Linked DNA regions of Sus scrofa: region 2 is linked to region 1. A link is a contact called in public promoter capture Hi-C data. All regions are on one chromosome and are shown on one strand. The core of a region is the stretch at or near the end of the contact, and the rest is flanking DNA. Distances in the headings are between cores, read along the strand shown. Region 1 holds the start of CALCOCO1 (calcium-binding and coiled-coil domain-containing protein 1). Region 2 holds the start of COPZ1 (coatomer subunit zeta-1).

Region 1 (6,422 bases), core at 2,645-5,144:
GATCCGGCATTGCCGTGAGCTGTGGTGTACATCGAAGACGAGGCTTGGATCTGGCTTTACTGTGGCTGTGGCGCAGACTGGCAGCCACAGCTCCGATTCGACCCCTAGCCTGGGAACATCTATATGGCGCATGTGCAGCCCTAAAAAGAAAAAAAAAAATCCTCAGTTACTACCTTTCTACTCCTAATGGGAATCAAGTCCAAACCTCTTAACATGATGGAAAACACTAGCTACTATAAAACATCAAGCCCCAAATGTTACTGCTTTAACAAAGCAGAAATTGATTTTTGGGTCAGGTGACATCCAAAACACGTGTTCCTGATTAGCGGGCAATTTTCTGCCAAGTAGTGACTCAGGGAACTAGGTTCCCTCCAGCCTGTGGCCCTACCACCTTCAACATTTAGCCTTCAAGGTCACTGTGCTTAAAGTCGTATGCATCAAGCCAAAAAGGAAAGAACATGAAGGCTCGCCCTTGAGAGGTTTCACAGGCCTCGTGTGGAAGAGAAACATATCACTTAGAAAGACACTGAAAGATGTGGTCCAGTTGTGTGTACAAGAAAAAGAAGGAAAGAGATGCTGATAAACACAGAGCAGGTTCTGCCTCACCTGCTATTCAAGATTCTCCACACCCTGGCTTAAACTTATCTTTCCAATTTGGTACAATTTACCTTTCAAACTTGATACTGTGACCCAGGTATGGCTATTACTCAGCTTTGCTGCTATAACGACATCTCAGTGGCTTGCAGCAACAAAGATTTATCTCTGACTTACGTATATGGAGGCCATGGGCAGTTCTTCTCACTCAGGGACCCAGGCAGAAGGAGCAACCCACACGTGGAATATCCCACTCTAGAGGCAGAGAAGAACAAGAAAGTGTAAATTCACATGTTCAAACACGGCATGGGTCACATCTGTTCACATCCCATTAGCCAAAACATAAGCAATGAGGTCCTGCTGTAGAGCACAGGCAACTATGTTCAATTTCTTGTGAAAGAACATGATAGAATATGAGAAAAAGAATGTATATACATATGTATGTCTGGATCACTTTGCTGTACAACAGAAAGTGACACAACATTGTTAATCAACTATAATAATAAATTTTAACAATTAAAAATAAATTTAAAAAATAAAAATTATCAAATCCAGGAGTTCTCGTCGTGGCGCAGTGGTTAGCAAATCTGACTAGGAACCATGAGGTTGCAGGTTCGGTCCCTGGCCTTGCTCAGTGGGTGAAGGATCCGGTGCTGCCCTGAGCTGTGGTGTAGGTCGCAGACGCGGCTCGGATCCCGCATTGCTGTGGCTGTGGCGTAAGCCAGGAGCTACTGCTCCGATTAGACCCCTAGCCTGGGAACCTCCATATGCTGCAGGAGCAGCCCAAGAAATGGCAAAAAAAACAAAAAAAAAAGAAAAAGAAAAAAAATTATCAAGTCCAAAGTCAATGAAATGCAACATATATGCCTTCCACAGGAAATACAGCAAGTCACAGGCCAATGGGCAGAGGGAGAAAATAAATAATTTCAAAAAATAAGTCATCCTAATCCAATGGCCATTTGTCATCTGGTGTACAAGACAGACATTACTTTTTTTTTTTTTTTTTTGGTCTTTTTGCCTTTTCTGAGGCCACTCCTGTGGCCTATGGAGGTTCCCAGGCTAGGAGCCCAATCGGAGCTATAGCTGCTGGCCTATGCCACAGCTACAGCAACGCAGGATCCGAGCTGCGTCTGCGACCCACACCACAGCTCACCGCAAAGCTGGATCCTCAACCCACTGAGCAAGGCCAGGGATTGAACCCGCAACCTCGTGGTTCCTAGTCAGATTCATTAACCCCTGCACCACGACAGGAATTCCAAGACAGACATTACTAATTAATTCTAGCATTCTTTCCTCAGAATCCTTCTCAACACACTACTGCAGGCAGTCATTACCAATAATCTTGAGTTTGGGGGTTAAAAGTTGAAACTGATGTGCTGTTCTCATGTGACCTCCTAGGCTCCAGTGAGCTTTATACATTCCCACCACTGCATCTTTGCCTCAGCCTGGCACAAGCTTTTCCTTCCCAGACCCCATCCTGTTAAACGATCTAAACCCATCCTTCAAATATCTATATTTTATATTCATTCTTTCAACAAAATTTCTTGAATACCAAGGATAGCACCTGACACATCTATCTGTTGAACTGATCTGTTTCCCATTACCTTGCTCCTTGCACATAAATGCTCAGTGAACACTTATCTCCTGGTAAGAGCACTGTTCCTTAGAACAAAGGGAGTTAGTATGCCACCCAGGAGTTTCTGGGGTGGTTAATATGGTATTCTGACCATTTGTGCTTCAATCCTGATTCTACCACTTGCTAGGTAGTGGTGGTAAGTCTATGACCCCAGGTAAGTCACTTAATAGTCTGTGCCTCAATCTTCATCTTATGTAAAGTGGGAATAATAAAAGGGCCTACTATATAAGGGTATTGTATTATATGGAAAAGTCCTTAACATAGTTTAAACACATTGTAAACACCCAATAAACAAAAGTTACTATTTTGAGCTCCAGCTGAGACTGAGTTTTCCTATAAGCCTTTATGCCAGGTGGAAGACAAAAACCAAGAACAACTGAGACTTGGGCACCTGAACAGGCCTCACTCTTAACCCACCCCAGGACCTTGAGCCATCTCTGCAACCAGCAGCTTGTCCTAACTCATAAATCCTGACTAGTGACGCTGACATGTCACCTTAATGTTTGTGAAGCCTGATGATTTATTGCTAAGTGCTTGGAGATCTTCAATATGAAAGGCACCCAAGGGCAGGCACCAGACACACTATTGTCATAAAAGCAAAATACTACCCCAAAACTTGGAAAAGGCAGAGGCACCATAACTTAATGCAGCAGAAAATTAAAGCAGAAGAGCAAATCAATCCTTAGACTGTAATTCCTTAATACAGAGACTGAGAGAGATCATTTTTTGAATGCCTCAGACCCCGTGCAGGATGCCCAGGTCTTTAATGGACTCGTGACTTGAGGGTGCGTGGGAGGAATGTGAATCTTTCACCTCTTCTAAACAAAAAACAGGAGCAACAACATGTATTATTATCTTAATGAATTTAAGCCAGTTAAAAGGCTTGGGCAAACCAGCCGGGTAAGTGGCTTGTTTCTGAACTGTCCTGCATTATGCCATGTTCCCTTTTCAACGTGGTTCTCCTCACTTCACCTCTGCCCTCCCAACCAACAACACCTCGGACAATGGGTCCTCCTTCTGGACCTAGAGGACGCTGAGGGGAGCCCAGTCCAGTGTTGGCAGGCGTCTGGAACTGAAGCCCTCGAGTTAGAAAAAAAAAATCCTCAGTGGTGCAGAACACATAGTTTTTGCAGGGCTGCCCCTGAGGATGAAGCAATGAAGAAACTGCTACCACAGTTTCCTATCCCCTAGACGGTAGGTAGTTGTGATGTAGTGGCAAGAGCACTGGGAGTCGTGCAATCCTACCCTCTCATAGCTTTGATACTTTAGATCGGTTCCGTAACCTTTCTGGGCTTTAGTGTCTCCATCTGAAAGGCGTGGATAACAAAACCGCCTACCTCACAAGTTGTCGTTAAAAGTAAGCGAAAGTGTGTACCTGAACTCGTTCGGCCCACTCTATAATGTATTTTAAAGACAGCTTTCGAGCCGTAACTCCTCCCCACCCCCAACCACGCACGGTACCAACCGGCAGTCGCCACTAACGTAGCCTGCCCCCCTCCTAAGGCATCATGGGCTGTGAAGTTCTTTGCTGGCCACACCCTCGTTCACGGTCACGGAAGTGAGAACTACGCCTCCCAGGATGCTGCTGTGAGGCCTCCCCCGCGGCCGCCCTCTACTCCGCCCTCCTTGCGCACAGACTCCTGGGTTATGTAGTCCTAGATCCGCACTGGCTCGCCGGCAAAAAGGCTCGGAGGAACCACAAACCCCAGAAGCCCTCGCGTCCACCCTTCTCCCTCCCCTCCTGGAGTCGGAGTGCTGTTTTTGTTGTTGGTGAAAGGTGAGGGAACAGCTGATCCGTCTGTGGGGTAAGAAACTTGGCCTAATTTGGGGGCGGTTTTATGGGGGGCCACCCCACTTTCAAGCCTGTGAAAGGATCATCTAAGGGAACCGGTAAAGGCGGGTGGAGGAGCGTTTGGGTGTTAACACTTTCCGTACTGGAGAAACCACCCCCACAGTTTTGAGAGTTCTTGGTCTCAGGGGGGCCGTGATCAAGGGGATACCCAGTCACTGTTCTCGCCTCCATCTCAGTCCTTCTTTATAAAGCTTGAAACGCTTAAGGGAGTTGAGGGAGGCCGAAGTCTGCTTATTCTCAGCCAGGCAAGACTTGGCCTCACAAACCTTCCCGTTCCCCTCTCCCCCAGCCACCCTCCGCCCCACCTCAATCTAAAGGCCTTTATGCCACTGAATTCCTGAAGGAAAACATTACAAGGTGTAGAATGTTAAAAGAACTCTGAAGCCCTACAGCGTGGGGGGATGAGACACCCCCCCCCCCCGCAAAGCAAACAACCGAATCAGGCTACACATACACACTTCAGGTGCCCAGTGCTCTCTTTCAGGCCTGGGGATATTTCCAGCTGTTAGGAATTTTTTTTGTAGGGAGTATATGGGGTTCCCCCGGCTTAGATCTTTGAGGACAATTCACCCCCTCCTGGAAAGCCAGAAGAATTGTATTTAGAAAAAACATGGGCTGGTTTTAAGTAAGGATTTTTCAGAGATAAAAATTCAGAGAAACCTCTTGTCCTCAATTCAGTCTCTATTTTGGAGGAAGAAGTAGCTTCTTTCTGTAGAGCTGGCCCATCTTGCCTTCTCTAAGGCGTTTTTGTCTTCTTTTAAAGTCTCTACCCACCTGACTTCAGCCTCAGTGTGGGTTTGTGGTGTTTGGGGGCGTGCATATGACTAGTGCCTGTGGCTGACACAGGAGGAAGATTAGTGAGCTAGAGAGGAGAAATGACAAGGGCCATCTCACAGGCCTGGCCTGAGGATTCTCTTGATTGTTATCCTTCTTCGTCCCACCCCCATTCTTTCCAGTGAATTTTCCCCACCTAGCTTGGAACATCTCTTCCTCTCAATCCCTCCTATAGCATGCCTCCAACTACCAATCTGAGCAGCTGGAAGGATTAAGGCACTTGGAATTAAGGCTTAGGGGAGCAGAGAGAAAATGGGTAGGGAAATACGAGAGCTGGGTTCACATAGAGTCAGACCAGTAGATTTCTAACCCTGCTCCTGGCAAGACCTGAAGAGAAGAATGTGAGGTTCTTTTGGAACTCTCTTTCCTTCTCTCAACATCATGTGTACCTTTCCCCATCCCAAGGCCCCTTACTTCAGTCTGTCCCTGCCCCAGGGGTGGGGCTTTCCTGGCTCCAGGCCCCCACATTCCATCTCCCCACAGCACCACGTTCCTGCTGAGTGTTTCACTCCACCCTTGAAGCAGCCGCCTCCAGCATTCTTGACTTCCTGGAGTAATGATTGAAAACCTGTCTTTCCTTATATCCTCCTTTTTGCTTTGTCTCTTGGATGAGAGTGCAAGCTTTTTTTTTTTTTTTTTTTTTAATCCATGGTAGATGACTGAGAGACAGAAAAATGAGAGGTCAGGGGCTTGGGAACTGGGCTATTCGTTCCCCCAGCCTTATTCCAGCTCTGAAGACTCACTCATTCCTTTCAGGGATAAGTTCAGGTGTCATAAATCATTCCCGGGTAGAGCTTGAGTGGGCAAGGAGACCCATTCAGGATGCCGGGGCGCTGCACCTCATTTGGAGTTTGAATTCAAGTGTCAGAAGATGGGTGGGTGGGAAATGGGACGAAAAGATGAGGCTGAAGCATTTGGAACGTTCAAGACTGTTAAGAGATGGAAAAGGCAAGACTAAGGGAGGCAGAGACTGAGGTTTGGTCAATGCACCTGTGAAGAGGGAGTCTCGAAATTAGAGCGATCCCTCTAGGAGGGGGTCTGTGATCAGAGAAGTTTCAGTGGGAGACAGGATGGAATCTGACCCAGAAGGCCAGACCTGTGCCCTCAAGACTAAGATTGATACCTTTAAAGGGTCCTATAACCCTCAGGGGCTGGAAACCAGATGTACCTATACCTCTAGGTATTGTGGCAGGAGCTGGGGGTAAGTAGGGACAGAGTTGGGAGGGGGGCAGAGAGGTGGAGGAGAGAGACTTTAGGGTATTAAATCGTTATTTCATAGGAGGGCAGACATCTGGAGGGCAGAATGGAAGAATCATCACTAAGCCGGGCACCATCCCGGGGTGGAGTCAGCTTTCTGAACGTAGCCCGGACCTACATTCCCAACACCAAGGTGGAGTGTCACTACACACTTCCCCCAGGCACCGTGCCCAGTGCCAGCGACTGGATTGGCATCTTCAAGGTATCCCTGGAACCCTTTTGGCTCAGGTTTAGGGGCCACGGGTTGGT
Region 2 (6,299 bases), core at 3,497-5,996, 590 kb before region 1:
AGTTCCCCTTTCCACAACCAGTCTTGTCAATATCTTGACTCTAACCAAGTCATGTTGATGAAGTAAAGTAAAAACAGTAGCAAATACCTAGATGAAAAAGACCCTACATCTGCCAATAGGCTCCTTCAAATATCTGGATAATTGCATTCATCCTCTGCCTCCCAGGGAAGACCTGGCTTCTCAAGGGTCTGGCTTTCTTCACATGGAGGCCCCCTCCTCCTCTTCTGATCGTGTGACAGCTCCCCTAGACCTCTGATGTAATTTATACCTTGCCGGGGACCAACTCTTTCCCACCACTGTGAAGGAGAGGGAAAAAATATATATAAATACGTCGGAAATCTATAACGAGGTCTTCTTGGAGGGCAAGACATGGGGAGAGTTAGAAGCAGCGTCAATTGCTCTTTGGGGGTTTTAGTTCAAGCCGAGGTCTGCTTCCAGCAATCAACCATTAAAACAAGCCGGCCAGAGTAACAGCACAGTTTATTCTGATCATTTAATTTGAAGTGTCAATAAATTAAACTTCAATCAATTAAACTAGGTGTGCAATAACCCAGATGGACACCCCGACACCAACATAATCACAATAAAAATTTTTATGGCTGCCAGGGACCTCACCGGGGGCAGTGCTGGCACCGCTCGCGCCCTAGCTGAGAAATATATCTCCACAGTGCAGGAACGAGGAGATTGCTTCTCCTAACGAAATGGACAGGCCAGGCACCAGCAAGGACGCAGCTGGGAGAGGGGCACAGGGGACTGCCAGGAATGAGATGGGAGTGCTTTGGGGGCTTAATGTAATTGATACCTTTGCCCAGAGCAGGGGGAGGGGGCATTTAGGCCAAGTACCTCTACAGTTAGTGCCAAAAGAATTTAACAAAAGCCCCATTAAAATGATTCAGGAAGCGAAGGCCACAGAGCAATATCAACCTTTAAGAGTCACTGATGTATTCTGCATAGTTTCTTCCTCCATATACACAAGTACTCTTGTGCACTTTGGATGCCCTGACTTTTGAACGAGGCTTAGGATTCAGGATCTGGTCACTGTTGTAGGATAAAAATTAATTAAGGGGAGAGAAAGAAGAGAATTAAGAAGTCTAGTCTGTAAAGCATGGAAAAGCACTCAGAAAGTGAATCCAGAGAGGATTAGGAAAAAATGAAACCTATGAGGAAAGATTGAAGGATCCAGACTTCTAGGGTAGGGGAAAAAAAGGTAAAGGGGAAAGGGAAGAAGAGGCTAAGTCATTATCTTTTAAGATTCCATAGCTATTAATGGAGACTGGTGACCTGCACAAATTCCTCTCCATTCACAACTAAGACAGAACCAGCAGAAAACAGCAGGAAAGAGGAAGCTGAGTTCAAAGATGCAGGCTGGGAGCATGATTACCAAGCACTGGCAATAGAAGATGAAAGGGTCTTTCCTTAGAGACCTGAGAAAGACTGGACAAATCTGCTTGAAAACTAGGATTGGATTACTTAATTCCAGAAAGAAATGTGACTCACTGTAAAGTACCTAAATGAAGGGAGCCTACTGGTAGTTAGAAATTCCCATATTCAGCTCAAATTTTGAATGATGATTCTTCTTGACCCCATCTAGCTCACTCTTCCCTTCTTCTCAATATCCTATGGCTATATGTCTTGCAGAGGTGAGGACAGAAGAATATGCTTTGATCAGATTTCCCCAAAGGTCCAGGCGAACCAGGAAACAAATGTGGGAGGAGGAAGCCTAAAGGAACTCTAGAAGCTGTCTGCCTTCTCTAGGGAGTGGCTTGTTAAATACTGTCTGGGTACAGTAAACTCTTTAGCTCAGTAGGGCACTAAGGTTAAGTTCCAGTGAATTCTTCATACTTTTCATGAAGATGGTGACCTAAGAATCAGGGGATGCTGCTGAGTAGACAGAGGAGGGGATGAGATTAAAAGGAACAGGGAGGAAGGGTGATTCTGAACCAGATGGAGGTAAATTCTGTGGACCAGTATGTGAGTGTGGAGAGAAGAAAAATTAAAATTTAGGAAATATCACCTGATTCTCAGATTCCTCATCTGAACCACTGAACACTGAAGATTTTTTAAATACTGTTCTCACTTCTCCCAAGGATACTACCAAACCAGTACCATTGTGGATACAGAGGAACTGATTCATTACATACGATAACGCCTTAGGACATTAGGGCTTCATTCTCCCCTGGAACTCCACCTGAGAAGGGCTAGAATGGTGAGAAAGGTATATAAATTCTTAATTGGGGGTCCAAAATATACTGAAATAGTAAAGAGGAAAAAAACAATGTGGAGAAGAGCTGACGCAGAGAAAGGAAAATACTAGTTTAATATCCTGAGAACTATGGAGATCAGCACAAGAACTAATACCTGGTGGTACTTTGTCCCCAGACAAAGCTTTATATGACTGATAGTTGAAAGTACACTTTGGCATACTGAAGAGGGGGAAAGCCCACGATGAGATAACATCAGAGAGACATGGTCTGGGAGGATTGGGAATCAAAATCTAATCCTAGTTTTGACATTGTGCTTCCTTGAGGAAGCCTTTTTTCCTAAACCTCCATTTCCCCTAACCCCACGTTACACACGTTCCTCATGACAAAGAATCAGTAAGGTTTCTAAAGCAAACTTCAGGGGTACCTGACCAGGTTAGCAAGGATCTATGAAGGTGGCATCTTAGGTATAGATTAAAATGGATATAAAGGGGGTTTGAGCCCTGGCCTGGGAACTTCTGCATCCCCCAGGGGTGGCCAAAAAAAATTTTTTTAACTAAAAAAATATATAAAGAATATGGAAACAAAGAGGAAGGAGAGACAAGGACTGAGGTAAGAGAAAACCTGACAGAAACTTTCACATATAATGCCCTCAATTCACCACTTGTTAAGAGATCCCTTGTCAAAAGGTCTTCTCAAGTATCATTTCCCTCACTCCTTTACCTCTAAGCAGACTTCTAAACAGATCTAGGGGGCAATCTAAAAATTTCTTTTGCAGTTCCCGTTGTGATGCAACAGGATTCTTGGGAGCCCTGGAATGCATGTTTGATCCCTGGCCCAGCACAGTGGGTTAAGGATCCACCGTTGCCACAAGAGTGGCTTAGTTTGCACCTGCAGCTCGGATCTGAGCACTGGCCCTGGAACTCCTTATGCCACAAGGTGGCCAAAAAGAAACATTTCTTTTTTTTCGGCTGTGCCTGCGGTATGCATAAGTTCCCAGGCCAAGGACTGAACCCATGCCACAGCAGTGACAACTCCAGGTCCTGCTGGGCCACTAGGGAACTCCCAAAAATTTCTCAAAACTTCCAAAGACACCAATTCCCTAGAATTTATCCCAGTCTGTTAAGGGGTTGACGGCTTAGTAAAGAAAATATCTTACTAAAAACTGATCAGATTTTAAAGCTTCCTACCTACACTTAACCAACCCATATAATCGGAAGGAATTATCATATCTTTGCATTTTGAAAGCAGGAAAATGAAACTTGTTATTCTCTTTTACCTGAAGAAGATCTGGATTAAAGAGAGCTGAAGGAGAAAACAACAAACAAAAAAGACAAAAAAGAGACCTAGAGTTTGACTCAATTAAGGAAGGAGCTAGGAGCTAAATACCTACACACACATATGTTAACATTCTCAAAATGCAAAATTAAGGGGGGAGGCATGCATTATTTTGAAAGAAATGCTCTGATTTAGTTCTAAAGAAGGGATAACAGTATTTTTTTTTTTTCTTTTTAAGGCCGCACCCTCGGCATATGGAAGTTCCTAGGCTAGGGGTCGAATCGGAGCCACAGCTGCCAGCCTACACCACAGCCACAGCAACGCCGGATCCTTAACCCACTGAGCAAGGCCAGGCCCTCATGGATGCTAGTCGGGTCGGTTAACCACTAAGCCACGAAGGGAACTCCCAGTTTTTCATTTGTTTTTGAGCAAGTAAAAAGGATCTCATGGACAAGGGAACTAACACAACCCTTCAGCCATCAAATTTTCATATAACCAGAGGAATAACTGGCATCCCAGATCCTACAATAAGAATCCCCAAAGTTTAAATAAGGAGGGAAAAGAAAAACAGAATAAGGAGTTTGGGAAAATATTCCATAATCCATGCTGACTTTACTAGGTATTCCAGAACTTTAATGGAATACTGATTCTTTATCATGACAAATCCATATAGTAGGAATTAAAAGGAAACCGAAGAAGAAAATAGTTTTTCCTGAAGGAATGTGACAGGGAATTGAATTATCAAGAGAGAGTCAAAATGTATCAGTTATCAAGAGGAGCGTGTGATGACAAACACCTGCACTCTATTCTTATAATTTCAGGCGAATCTGGAGATTTGGAGAAATTCAAATCAGGGTATTATCTACAACGCTCAGAATCAGGGAGAACCTGAAGGACCCCAATCCAGTACGCTTATGATCCTATGAGTCTTAAGGACTCCAAGGGCTTGCTCCCTTCAACTTTCCACCGACTCTGCCCTTTCCCCGGCACAGCTTCCTACTTTAAACTGAGGCTTTAACGACTGCACTAGGCCACATGTTTATTCCAGGGGAAGGCAAGAACGTTCGGTCCCCGAGGATTACCCGAACTCCCCTTTCTACCCCCTCCCACTCAGGTCGAATCCCGATTCGCGGCCCCTCGGGACATCATAGCCTCTCGGCTGCCCCTCTGGTTCCTACCAAAATCAGCGCCTCCATCTTGCCCCGCAGCTGGTGCCGACGTGGAGCCGCCAAGACAACGCCGCCGCTGATTGGCCTTACGTCCTTATTAGACCCCGCCCACCCTGCGGGCTATTGGACTTCCAGGTGTCAGCTATTGCTTTACTGACCAATCAGTTTACTAGCTTGCTTAGCGGAAGCAAGGTGTCCAGCCAGAAGGCGCAGATATTTGATTGTCAGTTTAAACACTCAATAAAACGACAAAACCTCACGACTGAATGGGGCGGGAAGGTCAGTGGGGCAGGGTTGTTTCCATGGGGAACAGAGGAAGCGATTATTAATTTCCAATTGGCTGGGCGGAGGGCACGTGATATCGTCGGCCGGATTTAGGAGCTTTAATTCGCACTTCCTTTAGGGGGCGCTGTGTCTCTTTAGCCCTTAACACTGGCAGCTCTTGGAATCCTACTCTGCTTCCCATTCCAGAGCCTCCATTAGGTCCTTGATGTCCACGGTTGCTTTGGCAAACCGTACTAGTACTAACTGTTCATTAGACTCAGATCTCTTCAGCATACTCACAGAAAGTCTGCACAGCCATAGAGTAAAGCCACAAGATGCCCAGGGTGTTAACTAGATAAACACCAAGGCCGCTGGGAGTTGATTGCCAGCAGTAACGATCTGCCTAAGGTGGAGTCCCAGACTTTGCTAGACCCAGGGAAGGACAAGAAGCCAGGAAGTTTCTAAAAGAGGATTTTCTTTTTTTCTTTTCTTTTTGTTTTGTTTTGTTTTTTAGGGCCGCACCCTAAATCCTTCATATGGAGATTCCCAAGGTAGGGGTCAAATCCGAGCTGTAGCTGCTGGCTTACGCCACAGCCACAGCAACGCAGGATCCGAGCCTCGTCTGCGACCTACACCACAGCTGACGGCAACACCAGATCCTTAACCCACTGAGCAAGGTCAGGGATGGAACATGCATCCTCATGGATACTAGTCGGGTTTGTTAACCACTGAGCCACCAAGAGAACTCCTAAGAGCACATTTTCTTTAGCCGGACATGAAACAGGATGTTAGAGCTTTGGAGACCAGCAAGGAAAGAGTAGGAGGGACAAAGGAATAAAGGATCCTGGATGAGGTTGGGTAGAGCGAGCAGGGTCTGCGGTTTTCCAGTAGGGACAAGCCCGTTGCAAAATGAGAAAAGAGAAGTTTACTGAATGCATGGATTTCACAATAGAGAAGGATTTTGATGAAGTTTAGCTTTCCCTTACTCCCCAGTTCCTTGGTCCCTGACCCCTGCTTAGGTCAGGGACACCTTCTGCTGCCTTATAAAATTCTCCAGAGGTTTTTGTGGGTGTTCCTACCCCCGCCACCACCACCACCACACACACACACACACTCATCTCTAACAATTATGTCTTTAGAAACTCTCCAAGAAGAACATCCAAACCTAGGAGTTTTTCCAATAATTTCAGAGTAGAGTAAGATGTCCTAAGAAAAAAGTATAGAACAATACAAAACAAACTACAGAGCTATGTTAGTACATATGCTATGAAGAAAGGCATATGATTTTCTGTTAAAGTCCCAGGGGACAAGCATCAAATCTGGAAGAAACAGGGCTTTAGCTTTTATCTGTTCCTATGGGGAATTATTCAAACATTTAGCATCCTGC

The links. Promoter capture Hi-C pulls out the DNA fragments that hold promoters and counts their contacts.
Region 2: a contact with region 1 is called in a promoter capture Hi-C map of fetal liver, with 4 times the contacts expected there. The contact joins the promoter of COPZ1 here to the promoter of CALCOCO1 in region 1. A contact is called at or near these places in 2 of 5 promoter capture datasets (fetal liver and liver) and 1 of 47 Hi-C or Micro-C datasets (embryonic fibroblasts).

The regions. Positions count from the first base shown.
Region 1 is chr5:18,927,874-18,934,295 of Sscrofa11.1, reverse strand. It overlaps CALCOCO1 (calcium-binding and coiled-coil domain-containing protein 1), which reads left to right and starts at 3,894. Exons shown (of 15, transcript XM_005652574.3): 1 at 3,894-4,035; 2 at 6,196-6,375. The coding sequence starts at 6,220. LOC106507255 (a long non-coding RNA gene) reads right to left here and starts at 3,688. Exons shown (of 4, transcript XR_002343963.1): 1 at 3,606-3,688; 2 at 772-849.
Region 2 is chr5:19,521,014-19,527,312 of Sscrofa11.1, reverse strand. COPZ1 (coatomer subunit zeta-1) reads right to left here and starts at 4,746. Exons shown (of 9, transcript XM_001927549.5): 1 at 4,658-4,746. The coding sequence starts at 4,675.